Regions from separate parts of the Sus scrofa genome. Here regions 1 and 3 are each linked to region 2. A link is a contact called in public Hi-C and HiChIP or PLAC-seq data. All regions are on one chromosome and are shown on one strand. Each heading gives the region's core, a stretch centred on a gene start, on an enhancer-like site or on the middle of the called end of the contact. The rest is flanking DNA. Distances are from core to core; before and after follow the strand shown. Region 1 holds the start of MRAS (ras-related protein M-Ras). Region 2 holds the start of PIK3CB (phosphatidylinositol 4,5-bisphosphate 3-kinase catalytic subunit beta isoform). Region 3 holds the start of NME9 (thioredoxin domain-containing protein 6).

Region 1 (2,700 bases), core at 49-2,548, 470 kb before region 2:
CTAGGTGTCAAAATGGGGTTCAGAGTTTTTCAAACTGTAGGTCACAGCCCATTAGTGGGGTATGAAATCAATTTAGTAGGTCTCGCTAGCATTTTCTAATGAAACAGTGTAGAGCAAGTCAGAGTACATCGTATGTAGTAATAGTAAGTATTGTTTCTTGAAATTTTTGTTTCAGCGGTGTATATGCACATGTTTTGGTTTACAATGCCAAACCTCTTTGTTCCTATAGGTTGCAGGCCAAAATGTTTAAAAGTCACTCACTGCAAGTGACCAAAGGGAGAAAAACAAATGATCAAAAACTTTTGGAGTTTCCGTTGTGGTTCAGAAGGTTAAGAACCTGACTAGTATCCATGAGGTCTTGGGATTAATCTTTGGCCTTGCTCTGTGCATTAAGGATCTGGTGTTTCTGTGAGCTGTAGTGTAGGTTGCAGATGCAGCTTGGATCCCACGTTGCTGTGGCTGTGGTGTAGGCTGGCAGCTGTAGCTTCGATCTGAACCCTAGTCTGGGAACTTCCATATGCCACACGTGAGGCCCCCACCCCAAAATTAATTAATTAATTAAAAAAAAAGCGGGTTGGAGAAGTTTGGCCATGAATGGGAAATTGATTGAAAACTGCTCTTCTGGCTGCAGAGAGCAAGAGGGAACCAATGTGAAGGATAGACCACAAGCATCACAGAAAAAAATCTTGGGTGTGGCGGGTGCAGGGAGAACTGAAGATGAGAAATGGCTGAACCTGGAGTTCCCATAATGGCCCAGTGGAAACGAATCTGACTGGGAACCACGAGGTTGCGGGTTCGATCCCTGGCCTCGCTCAGTGGGTTAAGGATCCGGCGTTGCTGTGAGCTGTGGTGTAGGTCACAGATGCTGCTCGGATCTGGCATTGCTGTGGCTCTGGTGTAGGCTGGCAGCAACAGCTCCGATTGGACTCCTAACCTGGGAACCTCCATATGCTGTGGGTGCAGCCCTAAAAAGACAAAAAAAAAAAAAAAAAAAAAAAAAGAAAAGAAAAGAAAAAAGAAATGTCTGAACCTGATTGGTAAAGACATGACAACCCTGAGAGAAGACTACATAGTTCTTGGCACCAGATCAGGGCAGCCTGGGGGAAGAAAGGCCTTGTACTTGGCACAGAAGAAAGGTCAGCTGAGGGAAGAATGGGCCTGGGGGTGGGGTGAGCCTCTTCTGCTAACCCCTGGTTGGTGCTCCACAGTCTGCAAAAGAGTGATTCCAGCCACAGGCCCGAATGGGACTGAGACGAGCGCTTGTGTTTTCTTCACCTTCTCCCGCTTTCCCAACACCAAACACACACACAACTGACCTGCTGCTGAGGCCACAAGACAGAAGGAAAGAGTGGAGGCCCTGGGGTCAGAAGGCCCTGAATCTTGGTCCACTGGCTGGGTGGGGTGGGCCTGTGTTCTCCTGATGTCTAAAGGTAAGACCTTGAACCCTCAGGGACCACAATGAGGTAGGGAGTTCTGGAGGAAAGTTTTACTGCAATGCCCTGGCGTGGCTGTGGCTGTGGCAGAGACCAGCATTTGTAGCTCGGATTCGACCCCTAGAATGGGAACTTTCATATGTTGCAGGTGCGGCCCTAAAAATGATTTGAAAAAGAAAAAGAAAAAGAGGGAGTTCCTGTCGTGGCTCAGTGGTTAACGAATCTGACTAGGAACCATGAGGTTGCAGGTTCCATCCCTGGCCTTGCTCAGTGTGTTAAGGATCCAGCGTTGCCTTGAGCTGTGGTGTAGGTTGCAGAGGTGGCTCGTGTTGCTGTGGCTCTGGCGTAGGCTGGTGGCTATAGCTCCGATTCGACCCCTAGCCTGGGAACCTCCATATGCTGAGGGAGCGGGCCTAGAAAGTGCAAAAAGACAAAAAGAAAAAAAGAAAAAAAGAAAAAGAAAAGAAACTGGCATCAGATTGGGAGTCCCAAGCATGGCATGAAGGACTCAGGGCAGCAAGGTTCCCCCAGGCCTGGGGTGGTGGGTGAAGCTCTCAAAATGAATGGCTTCCCTGGATGTGCAAACCTGGTTCCAAGTCACCTCCGCGATGATGTCCTACTAAAAGAAGGTCCTCAAAAATGACGTCGAACTACAATGAGATACCGCTCCCCGTTACTCTCCAATAGCATGGCTATAATAAAAAAGACATGATACCAAGTGTTAGCAAGGATGTGGAGGCATGGAACGCTTATACATGGTTGGTCAGAATAAAAAATTGTGCAGTCGCTTTGGAAAACAGTGTGGGGGCTCCTCAAAATGTTATGCGTAGTTAGCATATAACCCACAATTCTATTCTGAGGTATATACCCAACAGAAATGAAAGTGTTCATACAAAGACTTGCCCACAAAGTTCATAGCAGCTGTATTCATAATAGCCCCCAAATGCAATCAACCTAACTGTTCTTCAGCTGATGAAAGATGACATGTGGGGTACCCACACAATGGAATTCTATTCAGTCACAAAAAGGCATGAAGTATTGCTACATGCCGCAACGTGGATGAACCTTGAAAATATCTTGCCAAGTGAAGGAAGCTGGGTTACAAAAGACCACATGTATGATTCCACTTACATGAAATGTCCTGAGTAGGCAAATCCATGGAGACAGAACGTAGATTAGCAGTTTCCAGGGGCTGGGAGGAAGGGGGAATGGAGAGCGACTGCAAGTGGGTTCATTTGTTTTTGGGTTTTTTTAGGGGGGAGGGTGT
Region 2 (2,700 bases), core at 11-2,510:
GTGACAGAGCTTAAGTGTCACTTAAGATTATTTAAACAAAGTACTTCAAGTTGAATGTGACCCACCATCTTTCATCGAAGCGAATCCTAAAATCGTTGGGTTTTATTTCAACAGTAATTTCCACTCAGTACCTGAGACAGGTATTCCAAGGCAGCCTTAGCAAGAAAAGAGACTCCAGGATGAGACTGTAGGATTCTGTTTTAGCTCTAAGATAACAGGCTCCAATTAAAGTAACTTCAGTGGAGGTTACTGCAACATCAAGGCACGTCGGAAATAAATGTGCCCCCAAAGGTACACCCGCACCCGCAGCCAGGAATCAGCAATAGCCAACCAAGGAAGATGCTGCAGCAGAGTTTCTCCTAACAGCCTACCACTGACCAAGCACTTGCTGTTTGGTCATGCACATCATCCTGTCCTAGCTTCACAACAACCCTGTGAAGTACGCATAATTATTCCCATATACAAACCCGGATACTTTAGTCCAAGGCCCCAGGGCTGGTCAGTGGCGGCGCTGGGATTTGAAAATACGACTATACCCCCAGCATTCCAGGATGCCCGCCCCTAAAATACACTCAACGCAAAAAGGCACCTGAGGGTCGGGAGCTCGCGGGTGTCCGCACGGACGCAGGGGGCGAGGACGCCGCCTCTCCCCGAGAAGTCCCTCAGAAACCGGACCCAAAGTGCCGGCAGCCCGGGACACCCGGCCGCGTCTATGCCGCCCGGAGGCCGGGAAGCGCCGCACCTCGGAGAACCCCGGGAGGGCCGCAGGCGAGCGAGGCGCCCCAGCGGGCTGGAGGGCCGGTGTCCTCCGCGCGGACAGGAAGCGCGGCGCTGGCACCAGAGTCACGGGCGCCGCAGGCTGCGGCGGGCAAGAGCGCGCCGCCGGGCCGCGCGGGGGCACCTCGGCGGCCCGCCTCGACCGCGCCGCCCCTCAGCCCCGCCGCATCCGGGTCCCGCGTCGTCGCACTCACCTGCCCGGGGCTCCGCCGCCGCCGCCGGTTCCCGGCTCCGGGTGCGCGGTCAGCAGCCCAGGCCACCGCGACCGTCCAGCTGCAGCACCCCCATCCCCGTCTCAGTCCCCGCCCGCCTGACTCGCGCAGCGCTACACTAGCCCGCCGCCCACTGCCATGGCCCGCTCCGCCGCCTTCGCCGCCGCTGAACCACCGATTCACGGAGCACGCGCGCGCCGCCGCCGTGCTGCGCCCGCGCCCGCGCGCCCGCGCCCGCCTCCCAGGCCCGCCTCCCAGGCCCGCCTACCGGCAGCCCCCGCCCCGCCCCGCGCGCCGCTCTGGCCAATCCCCGATCTGCGGGCCGGGCTGGGCCGGGCTAGGTCGTGCCGGGCCGGGCCAGTAGAGCGGGTAGATGGGCGGAACCGCCGCTCAGCCCTCTCCAGCTACCTCCCAGCATCGGCGCTGCTGTGCAGCAGTTCCGCTCCTGCTTGCGGCTCCCGGAGGACTCGGGATCGGGAATCCCCAGCAAGTTGCCTTTAAAGAGAGAGCTACCACCTGCCCTGGGCCTTCGTAGCCGCCTCCGAGAGACCCTTCTCTTCCTAGATTTCCTTGCTGGCCTTCTCTTCCCAGTCACTTTCCCCAGTTCTGCGACTGGACCGTTCTTTCGGTTCTTGGGCACTGTACTTTGCTTTTCCCTCCTCCTTTTCGTCACTTCTGTTCTGTGGGTGGGGTCGTTAGGTGGGATGCCCCACAACTGGACCTTCAATCCCTGCACTGGTCATAAAAGCAAAAATCCAGACTTCCAAGCCCAAGATTATTTTTCTGTGTGTTCATTTTTGCGATAACAACATTTGGATGCAGTCTTACAGTTTACCCGAGCCTTGTTCGCATATCTTATCTCCTGTTATCTTTGACCTCAACCGGGGAAGTTTCACAGTCCTCTTTTGTTGGCACACTTGAATTTCATTATTGAAAACAAAAATTTTTGCTGTACAGCAGAAATTGACAGAACAATGTAAATCACATATGACAGAAAAAATAAAAACCTAAAAAAATAAAATACGGTAAAATAAGAATTTTAACTTATGGTAAAATTGTTGTAACTTACTGCTACTGTAATAGCTCAGGCAAATTAGTTTAATAGTCTGGGATGGAATCTCAAGTGCACCTAATATAAAGCAAAGGTAGCAAAAAAGTTGGTGACAAAAGAATAGTTTATATGATCAATGATCCTGCTGTAATTGGTTATTCGTAATAATTCAAATATAGAATGATACCATATTCAAAAATATGTTCCAGAAGAGTTAAAGACATAAAAATAGACAAGACAAAGACTTCAAGTAAAATTTTTAAAGAGTGGTAATATAATATTAGTGAGGGGAAACTTAAAGCAAGACAGAAAGCCCAGAATCATCAAAGAGGAAAAAAAAAATTCTACCTAAATATTTTACATGATATCACACGCTAACAAGACAAAAAAAAAAAAAAAAAAAAAAAAAGAATAAAACTGCACAAAACATATGACAGACACACTGTATCTTTAACATAAAGGAGTCTCTATAAATGGACTTTTAAAAAAGCCAAATAGCCCAGTGTTTTTTAAAAATGGGCAAAGTATACAAGCAGATAATGGATGGAAGAGAAAATCCAAATCGTTCATTAAAAAACACTTATTTCACTAATAGTCATGGAAAAGCAAATTAAAACACTAATCCATTTTTCACTCATTAGATTGGCAAACATTAGCAGG
Region 3 (2,700 bases), core at 35-2,534, 500 kb before region 2:
GACTGGGTATAGTTCCCTGTGCTGAAGAGCAGGAGAGTTTTATTTTAATTCATGTTTTGGTTTTATAGTTGCATAAACACTATAAGCATAAACAACTTATACCCAAGTTTATGTTTTCTTATATTTAAGTGCACAAAATATCTGTCATTACTAGAGGTCCAATATAAGTTTTTTTCTCTTTAAGACATAAAGGTGCAATATTCAAGTTCAAGAACACAGTCTGTCACATACTACCAGCAGAGTATCATTTTTATATCACTCCGCATCATTCTCTTCACCCTCACCCCGAACCAATCCTATATCAAATGCTGAAAGCAAGCTCCCCTTTGAGGCTTACCTGCAGGGCAATTTCTTTCTTCTTGCTACCCATGGCTCTGCAAAGACAGAAGCTCTGTTACTGAGGGCTCAGACCATTTGGCAGCAATCTATTGAGAAAACGCTGTGTGGATCAGCAAGCCAAAAACCTCCTTCAGACAAAGCCCCTTACCACCCTCCCCTTTAAGTTAATTATGAGTGGCAGCAAAGAAACGCAACGATGCAAAATGAACCCCCCCACCCATGGGAGAAGCGGAGCTTGCTGCCCCCAGGCAGATTTGAGGAGCCCCTTCCCCACCCTGGAGCTGGCCAAGGGGCGCGTGAGTTCAGGGGCCTGTCAGGCATCACAGCGTCCGCAGGGGAATTCTAGCGGAAAAAGGCCAATTTTTGAACCTTGTGGTGCTGTTCTAATTTATTCCTGGGGAACTAAGCCACTGCAAACAGGTACCGGTCCTCAACCTGCAGCGAGAGTTTCCAGCAGACTCTGCAGCAACCCAGCCACGGTCGTCATGGCAACAAAGCGCAGTGCTAAGGCTACCGGGTAATAAACAAGAGTACACATAAGCCACGCCCACTCTGGGCCCAATGGAAAGGCAGGAAGGAGTCCCGCCCCTTGCTGTCAGAATTGGACTGTGGGAATGCTTTCATTGACTGAAGTGTTTGTCTGTGTCTGAGACATTTGGACACACCAGGCAAAGACCTGCTGCATTCATGTACTGTACAGGGGCATTCTCGAATTCCTGCATCTCTTCTGCCCCACCAGGACTGGCATACAGCATTTCTATTGTTACTTAATACATGCTGGGCAGGGATGGCTCCAGGTTTTGAGGAATCTGAAGAGGTTCTCTTTAAGACAAAGAATACAAAATTACAAATTCCAAATTCAGTATGAAAGTAAAGTGGAGCAAATAGAAAACAGTTGCAAATGTGGTACAAATGATCAATACCAATTAAAAGACAGAAATTGCTAGGGAAATTTAAAAAAAAGACCCAAGTGTGTGTTGTCTATAAGAAATCCACTTTTTTTTTTTTTTTTTTGTCTTTTAGGGTCACACCCTTGGCATATGGAGGTTCCCAGGCTATGGGTCGAATTGGAGCTGCAGCCTCCGGCCTACACCACAGACACAGAAACGCCAGATCCGAGCCACATCTTCGACTCACACCCAGCTCAAGGCAACGCCAGATCCTTAACCCACTGAGCAAGGCCAGGGATGGAACCCACGTCCTCATGGATGCTAGTTGAGTGTGTTAAGCACTGAGCCATGACGGGAACTCCAAGAAATCCACTTTAAATATAAAACAGATTTAAAAGGTGTGTGTTTTTTTGCTTTGTTTTGTTTTGTTTTAAAGACAGAGTTAAAAGTAAAGAAGTGGAGAAAGCTATGCCATGCTAACAGTAATCAAAAGAAAGCTGGAGTAGCTATATTAACTTCAGGCAATGAGACTTTAGAACAAGGAAATTTATCAAGGATGAAGAGAGGGCATTACGTAATGTTAAAGACGTCAGTTCTCCGGGAAGACATAACAATACTTAACTGTGTATGTACTTATCAACAGAGCATCAAAATACTGAGACAAAAACTGATAGAAATGCAAAGAAAAAAAAAAAAAACAAACCCACTATTATAATTGAAGATTTCAACCCCGTATCTTTAAGAAATGAATAAATAGGGGGAGTTCCTGTCATGGCGCAGTGGTTTACGAATCTGACCAGGAACCATGAGGTTGCAGGTTCAATCCCTGGCCTTGCTCAGTGGGTTAAGGATCTGGCATTGCTTTGAGCTGTGGTTGCAGACACGGCTCGTATCCCGTGTTGCTATGGCTGTGGCGTAGGCTGGTGGCTACCACTCCGGTTAGACCCCTAGCCTGGGAACCTTCATATGCCACGGGAGCGGCCCTAGAAAAAGGCAAAAAGACAAAAAAAAAAAGAAAAGAAAAGAAAAGAAATGAGTAAATAGGGCAGGCAGATAATGAGCAAGGAAAAAGTTGAACTGAGCAATAACATCAATCAACTTGATCTAATCAACATTTATGCTGTACTTCCTCTAACAAGTACAGAATACAGATCCTTCTTAAGTTCACATGGAACATTCATCGAGAAAGGCCACATTCCAGATGGTAAAACGTATCCTAACCAATTTAAAAGAATAGAAGTCATACAGGTTATGTTCTCAGACCACAATGGAATTAAACCAGAAGTCAATAATAGCTGATGAAAGAAATCTGAAAGATTTAAATAAACAGAGAGATATTCCATGTGTGAGGATAGGAAGAATCAATATTTTGTTAACACATCAGTTTTTGCCAATATGATCAATAGATTAAACATAATTCCAATCAAAATTCCAGCAAGCTATTTTGTGGATGTCAACAAACGGATTCTAG

What was found. Hi-C and Micro-C count contacts between places; a contact is called where the count stands out from the background. HiChIP or PLAC-seq counts read pairs in DNA pulled down with a chosen protein or histone mark.
Region 1: a contact with region 2 is called in an H3K27ac HiChIP or PLAC-seq map of alveolar macrophages. The contact joins the promoter of MRAS here to the promoter of PIK3CB in region 2. A contact is called at or near these places in 1 of 5 promoter capture datasets (liver), 2 of 47 Hi-C or Micro-C datasets (retroperitoneal adipose tissue and skeletal muscle) and 1 of 2 datasets of contacts at active chromatin or transcription factors (alveolar macrophages).
Region 3: a contact with region 2 is called in a Hi-C map of heart right ventricle, with 3 times the contacts expected there. The contact joins the promoter of NME9 here to the promoter of PIK3CB in region 2. A contact is called at or near these places in 1 of 5 promoter capture datasets (liver) and 3 of 47 Hi-C or Micro-C datasets (embryonic fibroblasts, heart right ventricle and psoas muscle).

The regions. Positions count from the first base shown.
Region 1 is chr13:79,136,191-79,138,890 of Sscrofa11.1, forward strand. It overlaps MRAS (ras-related protein M-Ras), which reads left to right and starts at 1,299. Exons shown (of 7, transcript XM_021069517.1): 1 at 1,299-1,430.
Region 2 is chr13:79,609,580-79,612,279 of Sscrofa11.1, forward strand. It overlaps PIK3CB (phosphatidylinositol 4,5-bisphosphate 3-kinase catalytic subunit beta isoform), which reads right to left and starts at 1,261. Exons shown (of 25, transcript XM_021069526.1): 1 at 972-1,261.
Region 3 is chr13:79,113,675-79,116,374 of Sscrofa11.1, forward strand. It overlaps NME9 (thioredoxin domain-containing protein 6), which reads right to left and starts at 1,285. Exons shown (of 12, transcript XM_021069506.1): 1 at 709-1,285; 2 at 338-374.